2 separate regions of the Drosophila melanogaster genome follow, and region 2 is linked to region 1. Evidence: chromatin contacts called from public targeted proximity ligation data. All regions are on one chromosome and are shown on one strand. The core of a region is the stretch at or near the end of the contact, and the rest is flanking DNA. Distances in the headings are between cores, read along the strand shown.

What was found.
Region 2: a targeted proximity ligation map of the Kc167 cell line shows a contact between it and region 1, with 4 times the contacts expected there. A contact is called at or near these places in 1 of 107 Hi-C or Micro-C datasets (the Kc167 cell line) and 1 of 7 datasets of targeted methods (the Kc167 cell line).

What each region holds. Positions count from the first base shown.
Region 1 is chr3R:30,056,283-30,061,095 of dm6, forward strand. It overlaps sima (similar), which reads left to right and starts at 2,029. Exons shown (of 12, transcript NM_079845.4): 1 at 2,029-2,845. The coding sequence starts at 2,643. It overlaps CG7950, which reads left to right and starts at 577. Exons shown (of 2, transcript NM_170464.3): 1 at 577-752; 2 at 834-1,849. The coding sequence starts at 1,177. The coding sequence ends at 1,653. Rpp14a (Ribonuclease P/MRP subunit p14 a) reads left to right here and starts at 577. Exons shown (of 2, transcript NM_001104507.3): 1 at 577-752; 2 at 858-1,849. The coding sequence starts at 721. The coding sequence ends at 1,161. Rpp14b (Ribonuclease P/MRP subunit p14 b) reads left to right here. Exons shown (of 2, transcript NM_143512.2): 2 at 1-321. The coding sequence ends at 273.
Region 2 is chr3R:30,385,400-30,390,712 of dm6, forward strand. Fer2LCH (Ferritin 2 light chain homologue) reads left to right here and starts at 2,405. Exons shown (of 4, transcript NM_080063.4): 1 at 2,405-2,522; 2 at 3,181-3,503; 3 at 3,800-3,929; 4 at 4,298-5,010. The coding sequence starts at 3,812. The coding sequence ends at 4,863. Fer1HCH (Ferritin 1 heavy chain homologue) reads right to left here and starts at 2,779. Exons shown (of 3, transcript NM_080134.4): 1 at 2,065-2,779; 2 at 920-1,197; 3 at 174-857. The coding sequence starts at 2,131. The coding sequence ends at 585.

The sequences.
Region 1 (4,813 bases), core at 779-3,278:
CCATCTCTGTTTCGAAGCTGCGTTCTTGACGCCCTGGACAGTTTCTTCTGCGAGGAGAAACCCACACTGGAGATCGTGAAGTTCTGCGCCCAGCAACATCGTGTTATCTTTCGAGTGCCAGAGCAACTGCACGACATGACCCGCATATCCATTGAGCTCATCGGTCACTACCAGCAGATACCCTGTCATTTTGAGATCTTGGAAACATCCAAATCATCGCTGGACTTTGAGAAGAGCATTGAAAAGACTGTCGCGGTTGTGTCCGATGATTAGGACTAGCGAATTGTAATACTCAGTGTAATATACATTATAACCGTCATGAAGAATTTGAATTTGAATCCTAACTGATTTTACTGTGATCTGATTTTTTTGTCATTCACAACGAACTGAAATGATTTCTGTGATGGCTACTAAATGAGATTAAAAAGCGGAAAAACCCCATAAACTTGTAACCATTTTAATAAAATTGCATTTAAGTAGTTCCAATAACAATTTAAATGTTTTAATAAATGGCTATAATTTTAGCTATTTTATAACTACTCATGTCCGTTGTGAGCCGAGCTGGCATCTCTGGCGGCGCACAGCTGTTTGAGAAGCAGAAAGAAACAGCAAAAAAGGGGAGTAATTACATAAAAAAAACACACTGACCGGCAACTTTTGGACGACTTTTCCCGAAGATTCCGCCAAAAAAAGAGGGGCACTGGCACTTGCACCCAAAGCATGAGTGGTTACCAATATCTGGACGTGAAGATGTGAGTTCCGGGCACTCAGCCCCGCTCCTTAAAGCCCCGTATTTCCCACGTGCGCACGTGCATCATGCAAATATAATTAAGATAATTCACGTTTTTAATCGCCAGAAAACTCCGTGATCCAGACTCCGTGACTCTGACGCCCGTATTCTTCTGTGGCTGCATCCATAGCTCCTTGGCTAGTATTTTTGGCGAAATAGGTGGCCAGACCATACTGGAAATTGTGAAATTTAGTTCCAGCCAAAAACGCTCCATTCTCCGGGTGCCCGAGAACGTCCTGGATCGCGTTCGCGTAGCTATAGCCCTAATAGGATACTACCAGGAGGTGCCCTGCCATTTTCAGGTGCTCAGCACATCCCGAAAGCCCTTGGATTTTGAGGAATCCCCCGAGGAGTTTGTAGCATTTAACTAGCATTACCGCATCAGGATGTCATTCTCTTACTGCAAGGAGTACGGCAAGGACAAGGTGATTTTTGTGACCAAGGAGGACCATGCCACGCCCAGCACCATCGAGCTGCCGCCGCCGGAAAAGCCGGAGGGCGTGATCACCAAGGACGGCAAGATCAACTGGAGTTGTCCCTGCCTCGGCGGCATGGCCACCGGTCCCTGTGGCGTCGATTTCCGTGAGGCATTTTCCTGCTTCCAGAACAGCACCGCCGATCCCAAGGGATCGGACTGCTACGATGCCTTCACCAAGATGCGCGACTGTTTCCAGAAGTACCCCACCGTGTACAACAAATCTGGCGGTGATGACGACGACGATGATGGCTTGAGCGAGGCCTTGGACACGGATGCCGGTTCAGTTGGTGGCCAGAACGCGGATCCGCTGGCGGATGTGGGCAACAACGGAGGCGGCGATGAGCTGGTGTCCCCCAATAGCAGTTCAGTGGTGCCCAAGGCTTAGGTGGGAGTACATAAGATAAGAGCTAGGTGTGACTTCGTACAAAATAAATAAAACTTGTCATTAACTTCAATCCATCCCCACACTATCGATCGTGACTGGGAAACATTTATCAGCCAGATAGTCTGGAATTAACAGAGATATTGTTGAAACAGCATAGTGCTTATTTCAGAAATAAAAGATACTCGTTTTCTCAATTAAATTCTCGCTTTTTTTACAAATAGCGAAATACACAAATAAAAAAATGTAAATGTATCTTGTATTCACTGTAGCCAATAGGCCGTTATTTCCATATGTTGTGTATTTCTGGTATATACTCGAAGCGCTCCCACCTCGTTGGCAGTATTTTTCCACCCTGCTGCCACACTGTTTACGAAGCAGCAATCAAAGAAAACGGAAAAATAAAAGCGTATTAAGATTTCGTGTGGAAAGGAAAAATGCTGTAGGCGCAGTGTAAAATGCATATATTGCGGATAAATCGCGTTTGTGAGATGCTTAAACGCGAATTCAACATCAAGTCGGTGCAGAACTTCAAGGTGCAATAACAAAAATATCCGAATTATCGAAAAAAGCAAAGTGCAATTGGCCAGTTGAGACTACAACCACAATAACAACGACAACAACAGCAACAGCAGTGAAATAATAATATAACCTTGTGTTTTGTTTTTTGTGGCTCAAAAATCAGATATACACAAAGTTAATCGAGGTGAACGGTGTAAAAGTGATTAAATAATAACGGTTTAACAGGAAAACAGAGTTATAGTGTGTGCGAGTGTGTGTGTGCGTAGTGACAACAATACAAACGCAGAAACCAATACAAGCGCACAATAGTTTTCATACATAGGAAAACAACGAAAGTAACAGCGATAAATAATAGAAAACAACAACGAAGAGTCTCAAAAAGTGCTGGAAAAACTCGCGATAAGGAAAACAGGAACCTCCACATCGGCAGATCTTTTGAATGCTGCCGCACTTTGAAATCCGGAGACACAATGGTTTCATTAATTGACACAATCGAAGCGGCGGCCGAGAAACAGAAGCAGTCCCAAGCGGTGGTCACCAACACCTCCGCCTCCTCCTCCTCCTGTTCCTCTTCGTTCTCGTCCTCCCCACCATCTTCGTCCGTTGGCTCCCCATCTCCTGGCGCCCCAAAAACCAATCTCACGGCCAGCGGCAAACCAAAGGAGAAAAGAAGGTGAGTCACACGAATCTGCAATCCGGATACCGCCGATCTACAATCCCATCCGTTGGTTGGATCTGCCTAGATCGCTTGTTTGCCCATTGCATAAGCGCCTGCTTTCTTTTTCGCCCGCTCTTCGTCGCGATATTATTGCTCGTCGCGGCTTTCGTTGCCATCCGCCGCTTCTCGCGTTTCTTCTCAATTTCCTAGTGCGTATGCGGTATTTCGTTTATTTTAACAATCTGGAATCAGAATGTTGATACATCAATGGAATCTAGTGCCAATCGGGAATCCCTTACGTACAATGTTTATTCGTTTATTTTCACAAACTGGACACCTAACTTACACATACATTTCAGTCTTGACATTTAATTTATATTTCCACTCTATTAATTAATTAATTATCAACATTGATTGATTTTCTTTCGTTGAGGTCCTCATGGGTTTCGTATGCAATCAGTATCTTATAGATGAGTCAACCTTACTGCCTGATTTTGAGCCAAAAATAAGAGCGCTTTTAACCCTTACGGGAGCGAATTGCATTTCACTTAATGAATTTCAATTCCCGCCTGGCTGGAATTTGTGAACTTCCCTCAATGGGCGTCACTAATTGACGAAACAGGCATTGGGATATAATGGAAAGCCAATCATTAATCACGCGTTCAACTAATTTTTGCATTCGCGGCAATTATTATACGATCGATGGCGACGGCGAATCCAATGGCCGAGACCCGCGACCTTCAGGCTTTCAAAGACAAAAGTCGAGACGAACCGAAATCGTTCAGTTTGCATATGCATGGTTGGTTTCCGCTGTGGAATATGATATCTAGGGGGTATACGATAGGAGAATGAGTGCCCATTGCGGCAAGAAGAGAGGCCTGAAAACACTTGTTGCTATCTTGAGAAGGTTTATCCTTAAAGGGCTCACAAAGACAAGCCCCCCCGTTGAATGCGATTTATTTTTAGACGAGTGCATTGTTCTCTTTTTCCTTACGCACTTATGGGTTATTTTTAAGTGAGGCGAAAACCCAAAACACAATGAGGAAAACCTGTTCGATTATGCTGCCCCCCCTGCTCCAAGATCAACCCGTTTTTTTTCCTCGTGTTTCGTTTTGTTGGCTTTGTTTTATTTTCGTTTTTGGTCCACGCCCCTCCGAATACTTAAATTTATTTATTTTATAAGCCCATAAACCGATAAGTTTATGTTTCACTCAAGACATTTACATTGGATTGAAACAAAGTTTCGCTTTGGCCTACGTGACTACCGTAAAACTGCAGTAAAATAAGTGTGGAAAAGCCGAAAAGCGGTTCTATAACCATTTTCAAAATGCGCTCTAGCTTCGATTAGACCCATTGACCGACAAATCGAGTCTTTCCCATTTGTTCCAAACTGGTTCCAATGTATTTTGCAGTGTGACACATGAAAACAATTGACTTAAGTCGTCTCACCATGTGAAATACGTCAATTTAGATTGTCTTATTGCATTTTCCCAAACATTTTGAACATCGATTTTTCCGATTGTTCATCGCTAACCTTTTGCCTATCGGTCGACTCTTTCGATTGCAGCACACGCGATCTTGAACAGATCGTAACTGCAGCTACGGTGTGACCTCAATAAAAGTGAATTATTACAAGTTGACTTGGTTGGCGGAATTTGGAGGAGGAAAGAATCTGAATCAAGATTTTTCATGTTTGTTTTTCTATTTACGTTATTTCTATAAGCTGTTAGGCCTGCGCCAAGAAGCTAATGAATAAACTTAAAAACAAGTCGGCAATAAATAAATTTCAATACCAACGCAGAGAAACGCACAAAAGTAAAACACGCTTACACACAAGCATGTGTGTATTGTAAAATATTTAAATGATATGCCCTGCTGTTGTTATTGTTGTTGTTGTTGTTGTTTCATGTCTGGCCACGACGACCTACTTTTTGCGCAATCGAACTAAAAATGTGACGATCCGGGGAGGATGGAAACGCCCGA
Region 2 (5,313 bases), core at 1,155-3,654, 330 kb after region 1:
TTAGGAATATTTTTACAAGTTCAACGAGGTATTCCACTCCACAATTGGACGTGTCTTTCCCAAGATATAGCACTTTTTCTGTGAAATCCCCATCGAAAATTATCAACAAGAATAAAATCACCCTCGTTTTCCATCTGAAAAAACTCCCTCAAAAACAAACGCATATACAGTTTATTTCGTTACATATATATTGTTATTTATTTAAGAACTTGCTCGTCTAATTGACAGAAAAATATAAAGATATAGGATGTATTGAATGGGTTGTGCTGAGTGTCTTACTATGCGAATGAGCGATTCCACTTAAGCCTAGGCGAAATCTCGGCGATTGCATAATGTGGAGCCCCCTCCCGAGGTGTACGGAAATCACAAGTGGTTGATAAGAAAGAACAGACGTGGAATTTTGCTGTGCTGGTTTGAGGATCGCAGTCGAACGGATAATTTATTGGCCAGTCGCCGACTTGGCTGGTGATGATTTAATAGCGGACCCTCGGGAAGGCTCTCTGGGCTGACAGATAACAGATAACTCGACTGGCTGATAATTTTGATGCGTGACTGGGCGCTGCGCCTTCTCTATCTCCACCTCCTTACAGGGTCTTGTCGAACAGGAACTCGCCCAGTTCGCCGTTGGTGTCCATCATCTTCTTGAGAGTGGTCAGCTTGCCGGCGAGCTCGCGCTGTCCGTGGAGCTGCTCCTCCAGATAGACACCGGTCAGGTAGTCCACCAGGTGGTAGTGGTTGTAGGGCTTGTTCTCGCAGGTCTGGATCAGCTTGCGGATGGACTTGGTCACCTTGATCTCCAGGTCGAGGGCGTCGGACAGGGCGGCGGCACCATCGGTCCACTCCTGCTTGGCCACAGTCTGTGGGGGATTCGCCAGGATTAGCTGGGCTTTTGGGTTTTCTAGGCGAGTCGTCGACTTACCGGCACATTGATCAGATCGCTGACTCCCTCGGTCAGTTGACCGCGCATGGACAGGTACTCCACCAGCTTGGATCCGTGCTCACGTTCCTCCTTGGCGGCCTTGAAGAAGTGCTCGGCGAATCCAGGGCGGTTGACGGTGTCGCGGGAGAAGTAGGCGCCCATGGCCAAGTACTGGTAGGAGGCGTTGATCTCCTCCTGGATCTGATTGCGCATGCCCTTTATGCAGGCATCCTTCATGTCCACCCAGTCCTTGGTAATCTCAGGAACAGCCAGGGAGCCTGCAATGGGATAAGGTTGGGTTAAGTCGGGGGACCACGATAACAATATATGGCTAGTATTCAGCTTTAAAAAATTTATTTTTGTAATCAGAACTTAGGTAAATTTTAATATTTTAAAAACCTTTGCACTCTTGGTCTTGACCTTCATGGCTTAGGTTTTGTTTTTCTTTTAGTTGATGCTCTTCTCGCTCCCTTTGAAGCTCTCTCACGAAACTCTTGCTTTCTTGCTTGGCTGAGGGGTAGGGCGTTGTTGGTTATTGCATTTAAGAGGGCGTAATTGCATAAACCTTTGAAATTGCGCTTGAAATGCCGCTATTCTAGGGCACAAAAACCGTGTGCAAAACTGTAATGGCCTACTCTCCCACTCTCTCTCTCTGTTTTTGTAACTGCATTGGTAACGTGCGCAGCTCTCGCCGCCATAGTAACGGCATTTGTTTTCGTGTAGTGCCGTGTGCAAAAAGCATGGTTCACCATGCTAGCTCACTCGGCCCGTAAAAGCCGTGTGCAAAGAGCGCCTTGAAATGTAACAACAAAAAGTCAAGCTTATTTATACCGCAATATTCATGGAAATGAAAGCGAAATTCGCATTATTTAATTATGAAAATTTATGTATAAAAACTGGTTATCATTTCCCCAAAGCGCAACGGAAGTATCAATAACTTTTAAATCAACTGGTTTGGTAACTTCACTTCATTGACGAAAGAGAGTGAAAGAGCGTCAAAGAGAAACGGCGCATGCTCTTTTCAACGCATTACAAATGTTTTGCTTCTCTTTGCGTATTGCGTCGAAATTTATTGTTTTTTTTCCGATGACCTGCCTTTGTTTTGTTTGAAATTCTGATGAATAAAACGTAACATTAGTACTTACACTTGAAATCTCCATAGGCCTGGGCCACCACGGCCAACAGGAGCAGGCTAGCAATTAGTTTCACCATCTTTGATCGTCGAACGTAGTCTTTACACAAAATCACAGAACAAAAATTTGTTTTTCACTTTAGTTTGATTTGCTTGAAATGCACAAATGAGAATGAGGCGACTCGAGTTGAGCTACAATGTTAAATAGGCGTTGAAATTGAAAATCTAGCTGCCTTTACACACACTGGCGCAGAAGGCGTCGCCTGCTTCAATTTGATGGGCTTGATTGGGATTATTTTCGACTTCTCGAATGCTTTCCAGTACCTTCTGCTGACAGCTTTAATCTGATTTTTCAGTGGAGCTAAGGCCTTTCTACGTTGTGTTTTAGCGAACTCGAAAGCGAACTGTCGCTCCGAACGGCGCACAAAACACTTTTAAGCGCGCGCGCTCTCGGTTTTTCTTCGTGTGTGTGTGAGTGATGGGAGAGTGTGCACTGTTATCTTTTCAACATGTCGCCCGTTCTTTGTTAACCGTTTAAATGGCTGATAATTGAATATTCCCGATAATTGCCGCACTCAATGTGATACACACGTCCTCAATATGGGTATACTTTGTATAAAGTCGGGTTTCCTAGTCAGATAATCCCCACTTACTAAGAAGTAAATTTATCAAATGCAATATGGCCGCTCTTTTGAGATGCGCATCAGCTGTTCTTTGTTTTTGTTTTGGCCGTGGGAGAGCACCACGTCATGTGTTGCCAGGCGGTTTAATTATTGCTGACAATTTAATTCACATTTTGTCAAGTTGATTTGCACGTTCGAAGGGGGGATCAGTCACCCACTTTGATAACTGCTAATATGGCGACGGCTCTTTTTTACGTGTCGCTTGCAGAGCTCCAAGAATGACACTTGATAAGAAGGATACATGGTGGGAAAACTTACAAATTACATAATTTGTTTGTTGATTGGGGAAACCCTACATTATCTCCGAACCCAGCAATAATATGTATTGTAAATAGCAACAGTCTCAAGCTCGATGCTGCTGTGAATTACCAATATATCAAAACTTAAAACATTATCTTAGGAGGTAGATGGTTTATCTGCAGTTTATTTTCAATTCTCATCGTTAGCTGATAAAACTCTCAGGAAACCACTTGAAATCCAAAGTGCAGCGTCCATATTTTGCACACGCTGACAACCCTGTCGTGAGTCACCTTCCAGCAGGCGCAGCAACAACAGCACTGGCAGCGGCCATATTTGAATGACACCGAAATCCCGCACTGAGCGCAAAACAACACATGCCCATGCACGCTCTCCAAAACCACACACACACAGCCATATCGATCGCATAGAAAGAGACGTACGCGACGCTATAAACAGCAGTTGATTTTCAGAGTTTCACCAAGAAGCACATAAAGCGATTGAATTATTAATAAAAGCACAGGCACTGGAAGTGAGTTTTAATATTACTAACTAACTACTTTGTGAGTGTTTAGTTACGAAAACTAGAAAATAATATTCTGGAAACTGTGTTTTTAAACCGACCACCATATAAATTTAAAAACCAAAACATTCCATTGGTGGTGGTTTTGTTGTTAAAAAAGAGCACAGAAAATTCAAGAAAACGCTACGACGCAAAACGAAAAAACTCGCCCAAAATGAAAACAAAAGTGTCTGTTTTCCAATTGTCAATTGTTGTGAAACTAATTTCCTTTGTTTTCGCCTCTCGAATTTGATTTTAATTTACAGTAAACCGTCGACATGAAATTTTTCGTTGCACTCGCTCTCTTTGCGTGCCTCGGCTCTCTTGCCTTGGCCAAGGATGATGAATATTGCCAGAACACTGTAATCACCGCATGCTCTACGTCAGCCTTTTCGGGTGAGTAAAGAGAGCGCCTCTAAGAGAGAGTGGCTAATCTGTGTTGTTGCTTTTTGTATCTTTGTAAAACATAATAATAAAAACAAGCGCTCACGGGCTTTTTCACAGGCAAGAGTAAGTGAAATATAGATTGGATGTATTTCTGCACTATCTCAGATTTCGTGAAAATGAACACTTTCCAATTCTTACTGCATTACGGCCCTTACATTATTATTTTAAAGATACAAATACAAATTCAAAATTCTATTGCCTTGTTTAGTATGGCACTACCTAGTTAGGAACCATTAAGACTATGTCATTACTATTGGATGTGCTTCTGCTCTCCTATTCTAAGAGTGTGATCTTTATTATTTGCTTTTTCCCCGTAGCCAACTCCATTTGTAATGCCCGTTTTGCTGGCATTGACCATATTGAGCCCGAGATCCAGTCCTACATCAACGCCAACTTGGCCAAGTCGTACGACTACCTCCTGCTGGCCACCCACTTCAACTCCTACCAGAAGAACCGCCCCGGCTTCCAGAAGCTGTACCAGGGACTCTCGGACCGCTCCTTCGAGGACAGCATTGCCCTGATCAAGCAGGTGACCCGTCGCGGAGGAATCGTTGACTTCAACACCCGCCACGAGTCTTCCGGCTCCGTGAGCACCAAGCGCGGCACTCTTGAGGTCGACGAACTGCACTCCCTGGCTCTGGCTCTGGACACCGAGAAGCAGCTGGCCACCGGAGCCACTCACGTGCACTCCCGTGCCACCCACGCCACCGACGCCGAGAGGGATCCCGAGCTGGCCCACTACTTCGAGGAGAACTTCCTGGGCAAGCAGGCCGAGAGCGTGCGCAAGCTGTCCGGCTATGCCAACGACCTCGCCAAGCTGATGAAGGTCCCCGACCCATCCCTGTCCGTCTACCTGTTCGACGAGTATCTGCAGAAGCAGTAAGGAGTGGAGACCACCTCCTTTTCCTCCTTCTTTTTCTAACACGCTCCTACACTGTCTCCTCAAAATTGCTCTCATAATTCCCTTATAAATTTGTTTCCTTGGATTGTTCATCAATAAATCGCAGTGCAGCAGCAGCATTATCAAAGCAGCCACAAGTGAATAATTTACACCGCGAAATTCACCTTGATTTACCAGCACACCAGATTGTGATAATGTTATCATAAATAAGTTAGCAAGTTCGCCCCAGCAAATGTATCTTTAGTATGTACGTTACCGCTTGAACAAATAATAAACACATCAAAGAACCTAATTATCAACTAGTAAAACAGCAGCATTTTTGCCTCTCTGATAAGGTTTGGGTTTGGGTCGAAATGTATCTGGTCCTCAATGAGGGGCGTCTGTTTGCGTTTTTTCTCCGAGTGCTGCTGATTGCGGGCTGGCTGGCAGTGT